Regions from separate parts of the Bos taurus genome. Here region 2 is linked to region 1. Evidence: chromatin contacts called from public Hi-C data. All regions are on one chromosome and are shown on one strand. The core of a region is the stretch at or near the end of the contact, and the rest is flanking DNA. Distances in the headings are between cores, read along the strand shown.

Region 1 (5,135 bases), core at 1,712-4,211:
GCTTTAGAAAACCATACAAGTAATAAATGCTAGAGAGCTACTTCCCCAGGGCATGATCTTTTGTGCTTGTTTTTCCTCTCCCAACTCTGTTGGGGCATCAATAACATACATTACGGGTGGCACTAGTGGAAAGAACCCACGTGCCAGTTCAGGAGACGTAAGAGACACCAGTTCGATCAGTGGATCAGGAGGAGGAAATGGGAACCCACTGCAGTATTCTTGCCTGGAAATTTCCATGGAAACAGGAGCCTTGTGGGCTACAGTCTATGGGGTCACAAAGAGTTGGACAGTACTGAGTGCACGCATGTGCACACCCACACACAAATACACACACCCAGTGAGGGCAGGAGAAGAGGCTGGGTTTTAAGGCCTTGGGTATCCAGCATTTTCAGAGACTATTCCATACTCATTTTCTATCAGGAAATGTTTCAAAAAGTATTCCCCAAATGCTTCTCAGTGAAAAGTAAGAAGTCTATTTAGTAAAAAGCAATATATAGTAAGCCATCTTCTTCAAATATCCTCTCATCCCATAATGCTTTGACTCTGTAAAGTGTGTTAGTCACTCAGTTGTGTCCAACTCTTTGTGATCCCATGGACTGTAGCCCACCAGGCTCCTCTGTCCATGGGATTTCCCAGGCAGGAATACTAGAGTTGGCAGCCATTCTCTTCTCCAGGGAATCTTCCTGACCCAGGGGCCAAACTCAGGTCTCCTGCACTGCAGGTGGATTCTTTACGTTCTGCATTATCCCCCAAACAAGGAGTCTGTCCTTTCCTGCACTGTCTCAGGGTCCTGGCTCAATACCTAGAAAGTTCCTCATGACTTTGTGGAGCCATGAATATCCAGAAGCTTCCTAATGACTCCTTTCATAGTTCTATGGAGGCTGGGAGTGGCAGTTCTGCCCTCATGCCTTTCTAGATGTTTGAAGTAGATCCTGATGTTTGCTAGCTAATGTTTCATATATAGATTGAAATGGTGGATATTTACTTAATAGCATCAGTAATGATAAAAGTTCTGAATAAGATTCCATCAGGGGTTGAGACCATGATTTATTTAAAAAAAGATCTCTCTATGAGTATTGGAAGTCTTGAAGTCTAGACATGGCTTTGCCATTAACAAGCTATAAAATTATGTCAGTCTAACAACAGCTGTAATAATGCAGTACTTCCAAAAGCCTTTGTTAACGAACAATCTGACATCTAACCATTAAGGCACTCATCTTCAACAAGGCATAACTCCTCAAATACTGAAAGGTAACTACTTCAGCAACTCATTTTGGGAATTCAAAAACAGATATTACCATATAGGTCACCATCTCCCATTAGGCACAAACTGGGTGTTCAGACCTGATTCAAATGCCCGACTGGCAAATAATATGCACACTTTCTTTCCTGATGGTCCTATTTATTTGCTCATAATATTGTATATACCCTGATTGGAAAGTAAAATGACTTTTAAATTCAAATTCTCAGTTAGGCTAGGATACTATTTTTAATACAATCTAAAATGTTGTGGAAATGTTCTCCAGCATATATTAAAAAAAAAAAAAAACCTGAATGCATTTAAAGGCTCTTAGTAGTGATGATATCACCTAAATTTAGTCTCACAAAATTTCAGACCCACCTCATTTGTACAGATCATGTACATATAGCCTCAAACAACTTTAAAATGTAAGATACAGCCAATTTGGAAAAGAAACATAACCATGAAGAGAATATGGTGAGAATAATGGACATATATACATGCAGGACTTTCCACACTCTGATGGCGAAGGAGAATGAAAAGACCTCTCTCCTTTAACAGTGAATAAAGCGTGCCAACTGGGGCTCGGTCTTGGGGGTGGTGGAAAGAAAACAATGAGCAATTATTATACATGTTGATAAATACCTAATCTTATTCTTTTCCTTCTCTGCCTTCACAGGAAGCTTTCTCTCTTTTTTTGTCATCAGATGTGACATGTTCTCTCACCTCCCAACTGCTTTCTCAACTCTCTCCACCCAGCAGAGAATTATGGGGTAAGAAGGGGAATGAGGAGACAAACAAGCTGCGATACAAATCTAATAGATTAATAAAAGAAAGAAGCCAAGCGTCCTATTTAGAACTAAGGATGCTGCCAGCAGCCAGGGCAAGAAGCTGAGGGTGAAGAGCCATCAATGCCACACCCAGAGCTTATAAAGCTCCTGCAGCGGGAGGGCTCCATGCTGGTACTAAGGACGCAAAGATTTGCGGGGTCTGTTATCTAAAGCCTTTCACCAGACTGCGGATTCAGCGAGAAGAGCATTAAGGAGATTGGAGTCTAGACCTAGCTCCTCCATGAAGGAGTTTTATAAACTCGGACAGGTCTCTAGACCTCTCTGACCCTCGCTTTCTCTTCCATCTTTCCTACCTGTCAGGATTATTAATGAGGCTCAAATGCTTTGGGAAAACTGCCAAGCGATAAAGCCCCATACGAACAGAAGGCATGATTAGTCTACTGAGCATCCGTTGTGTGCCAGAGGCTGAGGGCATCACGAAGGTTACAAACCTGAGATAAAGTCAGATCCTGCTCTCCGGAACTGAGATCTCAGAAAGGCAAATGAGCAACGTATCCAGGGGTTCTACTGTGAGGCGGAAAGAGAGATGCGTTAGTATTCTGATCGGATCCAAAAAGTTCTTCCTCCCTTTGTGTCTCCTGAGTGAAAGGTTAGAAGGTTAGCGGCTCCTAACCGCCCAGCACTTCACTCGATGTTGGACCCCCAGAAAGTCGGAACCCCAGGCCCGTTTTGTGGCGGAGCCAGCTGCAGGGCCAGTGGGTACCGGGCGGAGATGCTCATAAAAAGTCTTAAGAGTCAGACTGGAAGGAGCCGGGGCCGAGCAAGGAGGCTAGGCGGTGTCCTGACCTCCCCTGGACGGTTTCCGGGTGCGGATACACAGCAGTGGACCCGAAGGCAGCGCGCACGGCCGGCGGGCGGACCAGGCCAGTTCACTCCAGTGCAGCCGCAGCGCCCCCCGTTTCCAAGGCGACCGGCGCGCGCGGGCCTCCCCAGTCCACCACCGCAAGCCGCGAGCGGCGGGCCGGGCCCGCCCCCTGGTGGCCGCAGCGGGGAACAGTCAGGTCGCGGGTCCGCGCTCCCGTTGCCTCCCTACCCGGTTCTCACCGTCTCAACTCGCGCAGCTGCACCCAGACTCCCTCAGTTCAGTTCAGTCGCTCAATCGTGTCCAACTCTTTGCAACCCCATGGGATGCAGCACGCCAGGCTTCCCTGTCCATCACCAACTCCTGGAGTTTACTCAAGCTCATGTCCATTGAGTCGGTGATGCCATCCAGCCGTCGCATCCTCTGTCGTCCCCTTCTTCCGCCTTCAATCTTTCCCAGCATCAGGGTATTTTCCAATGAGTCAGCTCTTCGCATCAGGTGGCCAAAGTACTGGAGTTTCAGCTTCAACATCAGTCCTTCCAATGAACACCCAGAACTGATCTCTCCTTTAGGATGGACTGGTTGGATCTCCTTGCAGTTCAGGGGACTCTCCACAGTCTTCTCCCAACACCACAGTTTAAAAGCATCAGTTCTTTGGCGCTCATCTTTCTTCACAGTCCAACTCTCACATCCATACATGACCACTGGAAAAACCATAGCCTTGACTAGACGGACCTTTGTTGGCAAAGTAATGTCTCTGCTTTTTAATATGCTGTCTAGCATATTAGGTTGGTCATAACTAACCTAGGTTGATCTAGGTCTGGATTGGTCATAACTTATCTTCCAAGACTCACTCGCCCACTTTTAACTCCCTCGCGAGGCGAACTGGGAGGCCGCGAGTGGTGTAGAGGCTTGAGATCTAGGCTCTGTGTTGTGACTGTAAGCTACTCGCTGTTTCTTCCGTTGTGAAGTTAGACATCAGGATTTGACCGTGGTTTTCCGACAGCTTGTAGGATGGGAAAGGGATGTGCGTTCTGCTCGCCTCTCCGCACCCCGCCCCTTCCACCACGGAGGCCTCTCTCCTGCCTGCTTTCATTTTGTGTAAGCATTTTCTCGGGTTTAACTCCAAGGAGAACTGCAGACCCCTGGACTAAATGCTTTTAAGGTAACTGGAAATGGCAACCCACTCCAGTATTCTTGCCTGGAGAATCCCAGGGACGGAGGGGCCTGGTGGGCTTCCGTCTATGGGGTCGCACAGAGTCGGACACGACTGAAGCGACTTAGCAGCAGCACAGCTCTAAAAGCCCCTGATACTGCTTATGTTCCTTCTCGTTTTATCTTTTTTTGGCTCCAAAACCTCAAGAAAACCAGTATAGATTTCGTCTTTCCCTCTCTTTCCACTTTTGGCAGCTCTGGTTTTGGAGAAGACTCTTGAGAGTCCCTTGGACTGCAAGGAGATCCAACCAGTCCATCCTAAAGGAGATCAGTCCTGAATATTCATTGGAAGGACTAATACTGAAGCTGAAACTCCAATACTTTGGCCACTTGATGTGAAGAACTGACTCACTGGAAAAGAACCTGATTCTGACAACTGAGCGACTGAACTGAACTCCTAATTTCAAGGGGGAAAAATATACACCTACAACCTGTGAATTTCCCCTTTTCCTCACCTGGATTCATTCTCATTTCCTGCCTCAAGACAATTTCTTATATACTGAGAGCACTTAGTTACATTTGAGTCAAGTAGGCATCCTTTTTGTCTTGGAAGTCTAACATTTGGCATCCTTGAATTTGATTTTTTAAAAATACATTTTCATGTATTTCGTGATTAATGCTGTTACGTGAATACATATTAAGAGCTTATGGAGGAGAACTGAAGCAGCGAATAAAAATATTAATTACCTTTGGTTAAGGTAATTTTTCTAAGTAAAAAGTCACCTGAGACCTAGCTAGTTTGAGGTCATTTATGTCTTCTACCTTGTTCAAACTGCCCTTTATTCTACTAGGGTTTTATATTTGTTCAGTGTTAATTTGCTGTGTTCTACACATCTGATAAAGTGTTTTTAGTTCCTTGGTCTTCTCTAGAACAGCAGCAAGAGGTTGGGGAGTAAAATAATTGAATAGAGTACAGGTATAAGAGGAAAAAAGTTACCACCATCCCAATTTTTAAAGCATGGGGATTTTTTGTTGTTGGTAAACAGAAAAACAATTTTGTGATTCTTCAGGACTTTGAATTCCTTCC
Region 2 (5,135 bases), core at 1,059-3,558, 170 kb after region 1:
TTAGGTCTCCAACTTTCAGTTGTTATGAACCATACTTTGAATAAAACTTTTTCTTTCAGACTATTTCTTCCGAAACAAAGAAGTCCCCAGAAGGACAATCATTAATTCAAAAGGCATAAAGATGTCTTAAGTTCGCAATACATGCCATCAATTGACTTTGATCACAGTAAAAGAGTACATATTTCACTATACCCTTATCAGTCCTGGATTGTCTTAAAAATAAGGGGAAACTTATTGACTAATTTGATAGATGAAGTATTTATTTATAACTGACATTTATTGGGTCACCGATGGGGTTTGATTATTAGCAATTTCATCCCCCTCATCTGTGAATTGTTCATTTCTCTTTTAAGATGTTAATGCTTTATTGATTTGTACAGGCTCTTTGTAAAAATGTAAATCTATTGTCTGTCATATTTATGGTGAATATTTTTCTCCATTTGATTTTTGACTTCAACATCCATCCAACACACACATCTGAGTCTCTCCAAGGCATTGATCTAATCATTAAGGATGAAACAGACACAGTCCCTACCCCTAAGGATCTCAGAGTTTAATAGTGGGAGGCAGTGGCATAAATGATGAGTGTAATAAGGCTTTTAAATGCTCTGTTAGAAGTTCAAATAGGCTAGAGTGACTGCTCTAAAAGCGGTGAGTGGTCACGTATGTACATGTAGTGCTGCTGCTGCTAAGTCGCTTCAGTTGTGTCCGACTCTGTGCGACCCCATAGATGACAGCCCACTAGGCTCCCCCATCCCTGGGATTCTCCAGGCAAGAATACTGGAGTGGGTTGCCATTTCCTTCTCCAATGCATGAAAGTGAAAAGTGAAAGTGAAGTCGCTCAGTCGTGTCCGACTCTTCTCGACCCCATGGACTGCAGCCCACCAGGCTTCTCCGTCCATGGGATTTTCCAGGCAAGAGTACTGGAGTGGGGTGCCATTGCCTTCTAGGGGCCAGGAAAGGTTTCATGAAGGAGGTGATTCCTAACTGAGTGTAAAATGCAGAGTTAATGACTAAAGTAACAAGGTAGGAAAAAAGCATTTCAGGCAGAGAGGACACCAACAGACAGGGCCAACAAAGGAAATTTCAATAGCTAGGTTAGGTTAGGGAATAAAGCAGCAGGCAGGTCCAGAGGAAGAAAATGATAGAGAGACATCAGAGTCTCACAGTTTTTAAATTATATATAACTTTTATATCTTTTAGATGTTCAACTTAGTCCAATTAAGCTTTACCTTATTCGTCTCTTACATAATATGTAGGCTAAGAAAGTCCTTCCTCACCCAGGGCTTCAATGCTTACCTTTATTTTCCTCTAGTTTCCATTTTTAAAAAGTATTTTATTTTTGGCTCTGTCGAGTCTTAGTTGCAGCATGCAGGATCTTCATTGTGGCATAGGGGTCTTTTCATGGCGGAGCACAAATTCTTTGTTACCACGTTCCGGCTTCTCTCTAGTTGAGGCACCGTGGGCTCAGTAGTTGTTGTTCAGGGGCTTAGTTGCCCGACCAAGGATCGAATCCTAGTCCCCTGGATTGCAAGGCAGGTTCTTAACAACAGTCTACCAGGGACGTCCCTCCATGTTTAATATTTTGTTTTCATTTTAGTCCTTACATTTAACATTAAGCATTTCAGATGTTTAATCCATCTGAAACTGACTTTGGTGTGTATAAGGTAAGCCTCATTTGAACTTTTGTGTGTGTGTTTTAATGTTTATCACACCTATATTGTCCATTAGGCTTTTCTCTGTAACCCTATTGTGTTAATGGGTAAAAAGGGAGTTCTAGCTAATAAATATATTCCCAGCTGGGGACAGTTCTTCAAGAAAGAAGAGACATTTCCCTGGGGTTTCTTCTTTCACTGAGCTGTGTTAATCACTACAGGTACAAAGTCACAGCCATTTAGGATCCTTGTTCGCAGGGTCCTTCTGCTACTTTGTATTTATAGATTACAAATTTCTTTACAGAGCCAACGGTTTCCATGCAGAGGACTTTATTCTCATGACCACTGAAGTGGGGACAGGGAGGAGGACTATGTCACCAGTGCTTGATTTGTTTACTCCCACAAGAGATTAGGTGGAGTCAGGTTTCTTACCCCTGATGCTGGCTGGAAATCAAGTGGGGCTGGCATCTCTGTATAGTACATGCCAGACCCTGGGCTGTTAGCGGAGGGCTGTGATTGGCTAGAAAGGCAAGCATAACCTGACATGATTGGCTCTGGACTCCCTCCTGTTGTTACTCCACAGCAGTCTGAAGACCGGTCCACCAATCACAGGGCTCCTTACTGGGTGCACGAGCAACTGCGGGAGATTGCCGGGAGACCCTAGCAACACCGTGGCGTTTGAAATCTGGACGGTGGGGCGCTGTGCAGTCAGCTGTGCAGTCAGTAGAGGAGCGTGCCAATGCCTCAGGAAGAGTCGGCTCCCAGGATGGACACCCCATCCTCTGAAGAACCCTTAGATAAGCAAAACAGAAAACTGGAAGACCAGGAAGAGGAGATGGGGTTTAAGGAGCTGGATGGTCTGAGGGAAGCCTTGGCGAACCTCCGGGGGCTGTCCGAGGAGGACAAGAGTGAGCGGGCGATGCTGTGTTCCCGCATCCAGGAGCAGTCCCAGCTCATCTGCATCCTGAAGCGGAGATCCGACGAGGCCCTGGAGCGCTGCCAGACCCTGGAACTGCTCAACACCGAGCTGGAGGAGAAGAGGCTGCTGGAGGCCGAGGAGCTGAAGGCCAAAAATCAGCAGGCCCAGAAGCTGGAGGAACGCTTTATGACCCTGGCCTCCAACCACGAGTTGATGATCCGCTTCAAGGATGAACACAAAAGGCAGAACGCCAAGCTGCGAGAGGAGAACGAGAAGCTGAGGCTGGAGAATGACCAGCTCTTCAGCCCAGCACTGAAGGCCCAGGAGGCCAAAGTGGTGCAGCTCACAGCCCAGAGCGAGGCCCTCGCCAAGGAGCTGGAGACCCTGCAACGGAAGTACGCCCATGATGTCTGCCAGGCTCAGGCCCGCGAGCAGGAGCTGCTGGAGCTGCAGAACCGGCAGGCCTGCGCCCACACTGAGGAGACCGAGCAGCTGCGCATGCAGCTGCAGAGCCTCCAGCAGCAGCAGCAGGAAGCCCTGCAGCAGACGGCGAAGGCGGAGCAGGCACACAGTCAGCAGAACCAGGAACTGCGGGCCCGTCTGCAGACAGTCACTCGGGAGAAAGAGGAGCTGCTGCTGCTGTCCATGGAGAGGGGCAGGGTGCTTCAGAACAAGCAAGCGGAGATCCGCCAGCTGGAGGAGAAGCTGAAGATGGCCGACGTGGCCAGGAGGCACGCACTCGAGCGCTTTGAGCAAGAGGCCGTGGCCGTGAACAGCAACTTGCGAGTCCGGGAGCTTCAGCGCAGGGTGGATGGCATCCAGGCCGCCTATGATGAACTCAGGCTGCAGTCCGAAGCTTTCAAAAAGCACAGCCTGGATCTTTTAAGCAAGGAGAGAGAACTCAATGCCAAACTCCGCCATCTCTTTCCATAAGGAGGTTTCTGCTTCCTCTGGCCTCCGATGAAGAAATCAGATATCTGTGCCTTACTATTATGGCGAGAGTCAAGATGGCATTCCATTTATTCTACTTTTAAGTACGAGAGACCAAAGAAAAGCTACTTTACTACACTGATGTTGTTTACTACAGTGCCATTGTAAGGGTAACACTGATTTTTCAGTCCTACCACCTAGAATACACGAGATTTACCAAATTTCGTTGTGTGCCTTTGAAATCTTCCTAAGTCTGCTATCAGTATCTCCACCTCTCCTATAACTTATTCATTCTCAACCTCAGATATCTTCAGCTGTCCTAAGTTTTAAAATTAGCAGCTCTTACTTTTCAGAGTGCAATGGGGGATGTATTATTGTGAATAAGTGCAATGGGATGTATTATTGTGAAAAATAGCACAGTTAGGCCTTGTATCGGAGAAGGCAATGGCAGCCCACTCCAGTACTCTTGCCTGGCAAATCCCATGGACAGAGGAACCTGGTAGGCTGCAGTCCATAGGGTCACTAAGAGTCGGACAGAACTGAGCGACTTCACTTTCACTTTTCACTTTCATGCGTTGGAGAAGGAAATGGCAACCCACTCCAGTGCTCTTGCCTGGAGAATGCCAGGGGGACCGGGGAGCCTGGTGGGCTGCCGTCTCTGGGGTTGCACAGAGTCGGACACGACTGAAGTGACTTAGCAGCAGCAGCAGCAGCAGCCCTTGTAAACAGATAGGATTGTAATCTCTGACAATTGAGACTGTAAGCTATAACAGTTAATAGCATATTAATAGCATGAATAACTTGCAGAAAAGTGTCTGATTTTGTTAACTGGCCAATTACTTACCTGCTTTATGGAATATCGTTTTATTTGCACTAGCCTGGAGAACAAAAATTAAGCTCATTGTTTTCCAAAGTAGGCAAAGTTTATTATAGCCATTCTATATGAGCAATATGATTCAAATAAATAAAATCCACCTTTAAATTTTCCCTGCAAGCTTAGATCCCATTCCATTTTCTGGTTCTCCCCCCTCCCCACCCCCCCTTAATAAAAATAAGATTTGAAAGTGAAAGTGAAGTCGCTCAGTCCTGTCTGACTCTTTGTGACCCCATGGACTGTAGCCCACCAGGCTCCTCCGTCCATAGGATTTTCCAGGCAAGAGTACTGGGTTGCCATTTCCTTCTCCAGGGAATCTTCCCAATCCAGGGATCGAACCCAGGTCTCTCACATTGTAGGCAGACGCTTTTGCCGTCTGAGCCACCAGGGATTTAGTTATAAAAAAGCAGGTATCAGTAGTTTCATTTAATATTTCACAATATGTTAACAAAAGTCCCCAATTTAGGGTAACAGGTCATACACTGGATATGATACATACAAGCAACACAGAGTGATTGCTTTGTTTCTATTAGCTACTTTCTTGAAACCCTTTCCTTCTGTAAAATAAAAAATGGGAAGTATATATGTATACTTACAGCATTTTTGTAGGAATACTCAAATGTGTAATGATAAAACATAAGTTATTATATATATTTATACAAAGTTCTTAAAGAGGTAGATATAAAAATACACTTTATGCTTCCTTATTTCTCAGTATTTAGTTGACATAGAAGCATTATTATGACTACTTCCCAAG

Evidence for each region. Hi-C and Micro-C count contacts between places; a contact is called where the count stands out from the background.
Region 2: a contact with region 1 is called in a Hi-C map of skeletal muscle, with 5 times the contacts expected there. The contact joins the promoter of CCDC89 here to the promoter of CCDC83 in region 1. A contact is called at or near these places in 3 of 11 Hi-C or Micro-C datasets (blastocyst, liver and skeletal muscle).

Annotation. Positions count from the first base shown.
Region 1 is chr29:9,694,727-9,699,861 of ARS-UCD2.0, forward strand. CCDC83 (coiled-coil domain containing 83) reads right to left here and starts at 2,962. Exons shown (of 14, transcript NM_001038218.2): 1 at 2,878-2,962; 2 at 2,523-2,598.
Region 2 is chr29:9,866,940-9,872,074 of ARS-UCD2.0, forward strand. CCDC89 (coiled-coil domain containing 89) reads left to right here and starts at 2,309. Exons shown (of 1, transcript NM_001046432.1): 1 at 2,309-3,725. The coding sequence starts at 2,422. The coding sequence ends at 3,507.